Regions from separate parts of the Triticum aestivum genome. Here region 2 is linked to region 1. The links are chromatin contacts, called in public Hi-C maps. All regions are on one chromosome and are shown on one strand. The core of a region is the stretch at or near the end of the contact, and the rest is flanking DNA. Distances in the headings are between cores, read along the strand shown. Region 1 has its middle 19 kb from the start of LOC123180975. Region 2 holds the start of LOC123180977 (E3 ubiquitin-protein ligase WAV3-like).

What was found. Hi-C and Micro-C count contacts between places; a contact is called where the count stands out from the background.
Region 2: a Hi-C map of root shows a contact between it and region 1, with 8 times the contacts expected there. The contact joins the promoter of LOC123180977 here to the enhancer-like site in region 1. A contact is called at or near these places in 2 of 5 Hi-C or Micro-C datasets (leaf and root).

What each region holds. Positions count from the first base shown.
Region 1 is chr1D:202,683,948-202,689,007 of IWGSC CS RefSeq v2.1, forward strand. No RefSeq gene overlaps it. Among protein-coding and RNA genes, the nearest start is that of LOC123180975, 19 kb to the left of the region's middle. Within about 2 kb of position 2,319, at least 8 of the 8 cell types and tissues checked have an H3K27ac peak or open chromatin away from gene starts, as enhancers often do. A contact at or near this core is called in leaf and root, where this site is marked.
Region 2 is chr1D:202,830,412-202,835,225 of IWGSC CS RefSeq v2.1, forward strand. LOC123180977 (E3 ubiquitin-protein ligase WAV3-like) reads right to left here and starts at 3,326. Exons shown (of 2, transcript XM_044593179.1): 1 at 139-3,326. The coding sequence starts at 3,181. The coding sequence ends at 1,130.

The DNA.
Region 1 (5,060 bases), core at 1,069-3,568:
AGAATAACACCTTAAGACACAAATCAACCAAAACCCTAATGTCACCTAGATACTCCAATGTCACCTCAAGTATCCACGGGTATGATTATACGATATGCATCACACAAACTCAGATTCATCTATTCAACCAACACAAAGAACTTCAAAGAGTGCCCCAAAGTTTCTACCGGAGAGTCAAGACGAAAACGTGTGCCAACCCCTACGCATAAGTTCACAATGTTACGGAACCCGCAAGTTGATCACCAAAACATACATCCAGTGGATCACGTGATATCCCATTGTCACCACAGATAAGCACATGCAAGACATACATCAAGTGTTCTCAAATCCTTAAAGACTCAATCCGATAAGATAACTTCAAAGGGAAAACTCAATCCATTACAAGAGAGTAGAGGGGGAGAAACATCATAAGATCCAACTATAATAGCAAAGCTCGCGATACATCAAGATCACGCCGAATCAAGAACACGAGAGAGAGAGAGATCAAACACATAGCTACTGGTACATACCCTCAGCCCCGAGGGTGAACTACTCCCTCCTCGTCATGGACAGCGCCGGGATGATGAAGATGGCCACCGGTGAGGGATCCCCCCTCTGGCAGGGTGCCGGAACAGGGTCCCGATTGGTTTTTGGTGGCTATAGAGGCTTGCGGCGGCGGAACTCCCGATCTATTCTGCTCCCCGATGTTTTTAGGGTATATGGATATATATAGGTGAAAGAAGTCGGTCAGGGGAGCCACGAGGGACCCACGAGGGTGGGGGGCACGCCCAGGGGGTAGGGCGCGCCTCCCTGCCTCGTGGCTTCCTCGAAGCTTCCCTGACGTCTACTCCAAGTCTCCTGGATTGCTTCCATTCCAAAAATAACTCTCCCGAAGGTTTCATTCCGTTTGGACTCCGTTTGATATTCCTTTTCTTCGAAACACTGAAATAGGCAAGAAAACAACAATTTGGGTTGGGCCTCCGGTTAATAGGTTAGTCCCAAAAATAATATAAAAGTGTTTAGTAAAGCCCATAAACATCCAAAACAGATAATATAATAGCATGAATACTTCATAAATTATAGATACGTTGGAGATGTATCACGAGCAGCTTCATCTCGAAGGCCGCTTCCCCGGCTGCACCACGGGCACTGTCCTTGTGGTCTTCCTCCGTGAGGCGGAGCAGACTGCAGCCATGAGGGCGAGCCCCATAGAAACCGCCTCCCGTCGTGTACACATCCTCCACCACAAATGCCGGCAACAACGCCTTCACCTTCGCTTTCCGCCACATTGTCAGCCTATCGCTGGAGAAAATGCCCCTCGAGCTGTTGGATCGGAGGGGCGTTTCTTCCAACGTGGCTGGCTTTGCTTGCTTGCTCGGCGTTAACCATGTCTGCCTCCATGGGAATGACTTCTCTTGCATCCTCCTCCTGGCCAAAGTCGAGGCTCTCAAGCACATCTCGCACCACCTCACTATCAACCGCATTGATGGCGTCGGCATCTATGCCAACGTCATCATTAACGAAGTCTAGGACGTGGCACGCACGTTGGGCTCCCCCTCCTCCCCTCCGCTTCCACCACATGCTTCGCCCCCTCCCCCGAGGGCAGCGACCACGCCCCTTCTCGCGGGTTGTGCCGTGGCCATGCCAATCCTCGCGCTAAGCGGGCCATCAATGAGAGCATGTTTGACCGCGCCTTCCAACACCCGCACCTGGCCACATTTGGCGACTCCATAGCCATGCTTAAAGTATCTTCCAAACCTAGACTCCAGAGATACACCACCTTCGCCATTCCCACAATCCAGGAGGTCGCACACGAGGACGATGACCGCCTGTGCCTTAAACCTGTCCTCATGGCGGCAGACGTCACGCTTCCGCACACTTCTGTGGCCTTTGATGCCGATACTCCCACATTCACTTTCTCCGTCAAGATGAGCAACCGCCGCTCGGCCTCGGGGGTAGTCCTTGCTGGACAGGCCATTGTAGAACATGGCCGCTTCGTCTGCTTTGATCTCAACCGTGGGATTGTTGAGCATCACAACTGCCGCTCCATCTTGTTCAAGCTCTAGCCTAAAACCATGGCTGGTGAGTTCTGCTCCCGCACCTTGCCTCTGCTGCCCTCAACGAGTGTAAGCACCCGCCAAAAAACACAGTGCCCAGCTCACTAGTGCCAGATGTTGGGCCCCTCCTTTCCCTTGCAGGCGAACCCTCCTTCCCATCACTTAAGCTTCCGCTGGCCGAAATCAGGGTGCAAGCCCACCAAGTGCTAAACACCCGCCCATCTGCACGAGGCCCGTCAGGCCGATCCCGGGCCCTTTTGTGGGCCTGCTCCCAACCGAGTTTCTATCCCCCGTCACCTGCACTAACCTACAACACGCCTCTTGTGCTATCCTCCCCGCTACAGTGGCCACTAGATTCTGCAGTTGCCGCGCTCCTGCATCTGAGCCCGCCGCTGCTGAGCAGCGCTCCTCCCCCCACCCTGCAGCTCTTCCAACCAGCCACCATCACCATCTCAGACGACTCCCTGGCGCCGGATCTGCCGGCTGTGGAGCAAGTGCAGGCCTCTGACGGCCCGCCTGCGGAGGAGGCCCCGAGGGAGACGGTCGATGTGGCCCCCGTTGCCCCGGCTGCCTGCCCCCGCCGTAGCTCACGCATCTAGAAGATGTACGACGGGGTCTTCCTGGGGTCCGTCGAGCGCGCCTCCAAGCACAAGGCCTCGTCCAGCCCGTCTGACAGCGGGGCAGCCCGGCGCCGCTCGCCTGGCCGTAATCGGGGAAAGACCACGAAGGCCGCCGACGTCCTCGAGCTCCCCCTCCGCGATACGTCAAGACCGCTCACCCGTGGCAAGGCCAAGCTCCTTGCTCGCTGCTGCGATTTGAATGAAGCGCTGGTCTTCGCAGATGCCTCCCCCCTGCCGAATCGGGTGAGGCTTCTGCCTCCTCTGAGTCCAATGGATCAACCCATGGATAGTTGCCCTGTTGGAGATGTCTCTGCTCAGCTTCTTTATTGCTATAGTTTGCCAGTAGCTTGCGTCTGTTGTGGCCTGAATCTGCATTTTCCTAGTAGTCTGCATGTAGTAGCTTCTCATATCGATGTATGGCCTCTTGAGGCGTTGTATCTGCATTGTACTGCATGTTTCCCTCTTCACTGCTTTGCTAATCGTGTCATGTACCATGTAAGCTCTCATGAGCACCTCTGTTATCAAGCTATCGATATGTGCTTCACTCTCTGCTCTCTGGAATGTCTTCCTAGTTGTCTCCCCTTGTTTTTATGAGGATCTCTAGTTGGAACGTTAGAGGGCTTGGCGATTCTGACAAATGCACTCTAGTTAAGGATGCTCTCCTGGCTAGTCGATCGTCTGTGGTTTGCTTGCAGGAATCCAAGTTGCAGCAGCTAGACTTGAGGAAGGCGTCCACCTTCCTTCCCTCAGGTTTGAGATCATTCGTGTACATGCCGGCGAATGGCTCCTCAGGCGGACTTGTTCTCACCTGGGACGACAGCGTCGTCCATGGCACAGAGATGGCCAAGAACCATTTCTGCATCACCATGAAGTTCCAATCTACAGACAACAACGACAGCTTTACCCTGTCCACAGTCTATGCGCCTTGTGATAATGAAGACAGACCAGATTTCTTCGAGGCCATGAACCAAGTGTCTCCAATGATTGCTGGTCCGTGGATTCTGATGGGCGATTTCAACATGTATAGATACGCCCATGAAAAATCTTAGGGAAGAAAGAATTGGCCTCTGATGGACACTTTCAACTCCTGGATCAGTCAGAACGCTCTAGATGATATCGACATCTCAAACCACACATTCACCTGGTCGAACAAGAGAATTGAGCCAACCCTCGTCAAGCTGGACAGAATTCTTGTCAATGCTGATTGGAACCTGAGTTTTTTGGACACCATGGCAGCGGCACTTCCCTCAACTACTTCAGATCATGCCCTGATTATTGTAGATTTCTGCAAAAAACACCAGCCTGCCCCTTCTTTAGATTCGAAAATCACTGGTTGCAGATGCTAGCGGCCTGGGAGTTGCTCAGGACTCTCTGGCAAAGAGGTTGCAGGCCCTTTTCCGCGGCTTTGTCCCTTCTCAGCTTCAAATTGAGAAGGCTCAGGGCGGCACTCAGAAAATGGAGCAAGTCCACCACACCCATACAATTAACTTTGGATAATTGTAAACATGTGGTGCAGTTCTTTGATGCAATGGAGGAAAGGAGACACCTATCCAGGCTCGAGCTCGCCCTGAGAAAGCATGCAAACACAAAGGCACAACAACTAATTCTTTGGCAGAGCATGGCCTAGAAGCGGTGAGCTAAGATCAGAGATTGCATCTTGGGTGACGGAAACACTAAGTTTTTTCCATGCCTCTGCTAACTACCATCGTAAAAAGAATCGGGTGAGGCTCCTGGTCGAGAATGGAGTTGAATTCTTCGATGAGCAAGAGAAGTTGAGGATCGCCACAAGTTTCTTCAGTACAATCTTTGGACAACCAAGAATTTCTCTGCCATCACTTGATCCTGCCCAGCTCTATGACCATGCTGATTTGGCAACCCTCGAGGAGCCTTTCACTTGGGGAGAACTGGCATCTGTTATCCAGAAAACTCCCAACAATCGGAGCCCGGGGCTGGATGGATACACGAGTGAGTTTTACAAGGAGTTCAAGGGCTTGCTAAAAGAGGACCTGCTCAGTTTCTTCCATGAGTTCTATGAACATGGAGGCAACTTAAAGGACATTAATCTGGCCCACATTGTGCTTATACCGAAAAAGGATGACCCTACTCACATTAAGGATTTTCACCCGATTCCTCTGGTCCATAGTCTGCCCAAGCTGGTCACAAAAGTTTTAGCTATGCGGCTTCAATGCCTTATACCAGCACTTATACACCCTATGCAGTCAGGTTTTCTACCCGGAAGGTGCATCTTGGAGTACTTTGCGCTAGCTGCGGAATTGGTCCAGCAGGCTCACAAAAGGAAGAAGCCCATGGTTATGCTAAAACTAGATTTCCATAAGGCATTTGATACTGTCAGTTGGGATGCCCTGCAGCAGCTTTTTGTGGCCAGGGGATTCGGACAACGCTG
Region 2 (4,814 bases), core at 2,076-4,575, 150 kb after region 1:
CCAGTTGAAATCTCAAAAGTTCTGCACATTTCACATCCTATCTAATCTTTATCGACAACAAGAACAAGGCGATCCTATCCAATCCATTCACTTATGAAGATCGCATACTTCTGACGGAAAAAAGAATTAAGGTCATACCGTTGAGCTCCGACTCCCGGACCTCGACACCGCCCGCATGGATACCGGCGCAGGGGACAGAGCATCCGGCGACTCATCGTCCTCCAACAGTGCCCCCGTAGTGCCACCAGCACGTTGCGCCCGTGAGCGGATGCAGAGCCTTGCAACCAACGCGCGCCAAGCGCGCTCCCATGCCACCGCCATATCTCCAACAAGAACAGATCACGGCTCCATCACAAGCACCGTGTTTTCTGCATAGGTCTCGTCGGGATTGGGCCAGTTGAATCGGTCCGCTGGTCGTGGAGAGAAATCCTTGGTTTTCGTTTGGTTTTTGGGGAGTGGTGGTGTGAGAGCGCGAGGAGGGTGAAAGTAGGGGAGAAATGCAAGGGAGGAGGGAGACGGGGAGGGTGTTTGACTTGTTCCCAACCATGCAGCAAATCTGCCGATGAGTAGATTTTATTGACTCAAAATCAAAATCAAGAATTAAGAGGGTATAATAAACACAATAAACATGTATCCAACTTCTGCATGACGAAGATTCGCCCAACCATCAAAAATGCGCACACACAAAAAATTAAACTAAAGAGCAAACTATACAAGATCAAAGCTCTGCCTACACGAAAAAAAACCCTCCAAAGAAATCAATACAGCGGTTGACGAACTACAACAACGAACCTCCGCACCAACCATTTCTTGGCATCGAAAAGGACAATGAGAGAGATTCTTGGCAACAACACCTCTGGAATGGGAACAACGCTCAAGCATCACGGTCATCAGTCCAACCATCAAAGATCGCCGATGCTCTGATTGCCAGTGCATATTTCGCCCCATCGGGTCAAATTTGTATACTTCATTATTATATATACTATTATTTTTTTAAGTTTGTGGACGAAAAGAATCACATGCAAGCAAAGTTTGTGGACTGTAGAGAGAAGCTCAGTACAGATTATACAAACTTGAAAACCATATCTCTCTGATCAAAGGTCAATCCTGATCCTCTACATCGGTGGGTTCAGTAGTGTGCGCTCCTTCGCCGCTCCTTACTCCTCTGCTGCGACAGCGCCGTCATTTCCCGCGATCTCCGCGATCGGTCCAGCATGTCCATCATCGCCGGCGTCACGTACGAGTAGGACGCCGTGGCGCCCGTCGTAGATATTACCGTCGTGCCAAGGGCCGCCTCTGCCGTGCGGCGCGTCGTCCCGCTGTCGCCTGACATCTGCCGCGACGTCGCGCGCTGCTGCGCGTGCGAGCTCAGCCCTGCCAGCATGTACGCGCGCCCGGACAGCTCGTACCGCCGCCGGTCCGCTACGCGGGTGCTCATCTCCTGCAGATCTCGGGACAACTCTACGCACATGGAGTCCCCTGCTCGGGCCGCCGCCGAGCGCGCGACGGCTCGCTGCCCGCTCTGGAGTATCTCGGCCGCCTCCTCGTGAGCGCCCCGCTCTGCCGCCGCACGAGCCGCGGCGATGCCTTCCGTCGCCGCCAACCGGACGCGCTCCCGCTCGACCTCCGCGGAGCGCTCCAGGCTCACCGCCCGCGAGGGCCTCAGCACCACCGCGTCCTCGCCGTCCACGTTCGTTGGCCGTCCAGTCACCATGTCTCGGTAAGCGCAGCTGACTTGCATCAGGTGGGTGACATCCGTGGTGGATCGGGCCCTCGGCACGTCCATGAGCAGCAAGAAGCGCCTCTCCTCGTCGGCGTACAGCTCGCCGACGTCGATGGAGGCGGAGCGGCCGTCAACGTTGATGTGGCTCCTGTAGCGGCCGGAGTTGACCGACCGGACGCGCACCCCCGATTGCGGGCACGCGATGTCAACGCGCAATTCCTGCACGGCGACGGAGAGGAGCCCCCCGATGCATTGAGCGAATGCGTCCTGGATGTCCGCCTCGTTCTCGATGAACGAGAACGTGCCGCCGGTGGCCTCGGCGATGGTGTGCATCGCCGCCGCGTCGTGGTCGGTGCCGAACCCAAACGTGTGGACAGGCGCGGACCGGTCGCCGGCTCCGGTGTACATGAAGGAAGGCGGCACGAGCGCGTCGTAGTTGGCGTCACGGCCGCGCCTGGGCACGGTGTACGTGTCCTGCCCGTCCGACAGAAGTATCACGCTCGCGACGGCGTTCTTGTGGAGGCGGTCGTCCAGCACCTTGGCGGCCTTGCGGAGGGCGGCCCCGATGTTGGTGCCGCCGCCCGCCGCGAGGGACTGCACGGCGCGCTTCGCCAGGTCCTTCCCGCCGTCCGACTCCGACATGCGCGCGAGCCGCATCAAGCGGTTGGCGCCGGACGAGAAGGACACGACGCAGAGGCGGTCCGCAGGGCCGAGGCTGTCGACGACGAAGCCCATGGCCTGCTTCAGCAGCGCCAGCTTGCTCCCCACCATGCTGCCGCTCACGTCGAGCACGGTGACCAGGTCGATTGGCGCCCGCGCGCGCGACGGCGCCCCTCCGGTGGCCGCGCTACCAGTCCCCGGAGCCCTGGCATGCACAAGCACGGCGAAGTTCTCGTGGGGCGCGTCCCGCGCCAGAGACGAGTACTCGCAGTGCGTGCTGAGCGCCACCGCCAATGACCCGCTGGACGTCGCACTCGCGGCACCATACTGCCGGTCGCCGAGAGGCCGAGGCGCCCGGAGCACCGGGTCGTCGTCGTCGAAGACGCGTGGCTCCATGGGGCGGAAGAACGGCTGTGCCGGCGCGCGCGACGCGGGCGGCGGCTGTGACGGCGTGTAGCTCTTGGAGGAGCGGAAGGACGGCAGGTCGCGGCATCGCGCGCTGCAGAGCGGGCAGGCTTGGCGGCTGCTGGCGAGGCTCCCGGAGACGCAACGGTAGTGGAACTGGTGGGAGCAGTCGGCCGTGAAGCCGCTGCCGCCGCCGCCGCCACGCCGCATGTCGCCATTGCAGATGGCGCAGGTGCTGCTGTTGCTCTCCATTGCCGCCCCTGGCTTGGCTATGGGCCTCTGACCGCAGGCAGAGGAAATTGCGGTGAGAGAGGTTTGACAAATAGTACAAGATGACAGCGATTGCATTATTGCGTTCCCGCACGCTCCGTGTTGAACACGATTTAAATTCATAAACAAGTCATCGGTTGCTGCAGATAAATTACTACTGTAGTATAGTTTAGAAGAATCCACCGCCGAATAAGAATTCCAATGCTGATTTCGTTGACGTGGTAAGTGGTTCTGAATCAGCTCAGCTGCATGCCCCCTTCTTTTGACCGGTACTACGGCCGGCGGGCAACGTGCCGGCCTGAACCGATATCGTAGTACTAACAGAAGACCAAACCACCAAAGCTGTAATTAGTGGCATCTCCAATCGAGCTTCTCGTACCCGTCTCAAACGCCGGACAGGTTGTCCGGTCAAACAATTTTGACCTAATCGAACTTCTCAAACCATGAACAAACGCCCGGGCTGACCGGCACCCCTCGTATCCAGCCCAAATATATGACGGATGTGGGATAGCTCGGGCACGCCGGGGCGCGTCCGCCTAACTGGCATGGCCCACCATCAGCCCCACATCTGTTCCGCAAAAAACCCCAATCCGGGCGCCTCGCTCCGAACCCTAGCTCACTCTCTCGCTCCGTCCTCTCCTCTCCCTCTTCGATTTCGATCCCATTCACTAGGATGTCCAGCTCCGGCAGCGACTCCGGCTCCGAGCTCGACTACGAGGAGGAGATGGCCCTCGCATTGCGCTGAGCGGTCCAAGGCGGAGACTGCGGCAGCTTCGGATCTAGAGCGTCGCCGCAGCTCCCACGCTGGTGCAGCGCGGATGCCGGACTGGATCCTCCCGGCCCTCGCGCAGCGACGCCAGGAGAGCGCAGTCCGCACCGCCCCTGCGCCGTCTCCTTCCCCCGACGACAGCAGCCGCGGGACGGAGGCGCACCCCAACGAGGACGCATGTCTCCTCGCATGGGTCTACCGCCGGCCCCTCACGACGGCCGAGACGGACGCTCGCTGCCTCCAACAGAAGAACGCCAAGTTGCTCCGGCTTGCTATTGAGCAGTCGGAGCGCGAGGCGAAGGAGGCAGCGACGGAGAAGGCTCGGGTCATCAGGTTGACGCGGGAGCAGGATAGGGCAGTCCGTCGGATGAAGGGGCTCGTCGTTCTCTCCGACTCCGACTCCGACGACGGCGACAGGTGCACCTCCTCGTCGGACGACCAAGACCCCCCCCCCCCCCCAAGCCGCGGACGCATATAGCTGTGCCGGCGACCGGAAGGGCAAAGGCCCGACGAGGAAGTGGTGATTCCGCCCCCTCCTCAATGTTTATATCGTTTTTAGTTGTAGAAGGTTAAGAACTTGTCCTATGACGAACTATGATGATTTGGATGTGGCGAAGTTTGTCAATGTCCGTTTGCAGCCGATCTTGTGTTCCGTTGCAGTCGATTTTAGTTGTCCGTCATTTGATCACGTAGAGTAGATCAATGTTGCATGTATAGTATGGATATAAGGCGCCGGATATGAGATACGCGGATACAGAGTGGCAAATATGAGGCGTGCCCGATCATTGCCAGCGGACGCATCCGGGGCGTCCGCGGGCGTTTGAGGGGCCGGATCTGTCCATCTACTTCCCATTTTCAACCGCCGCCAGCGAGCCCATGGGATCTCCCTCCTTCCATCTGCCATCTGGCGGCAGGGAGGTGTGGAGATCCCCGGTGCTTCGGCGTCAGCCTGTAGATAGTTTAGGAATAGTTTTCACGGCGGCGCAG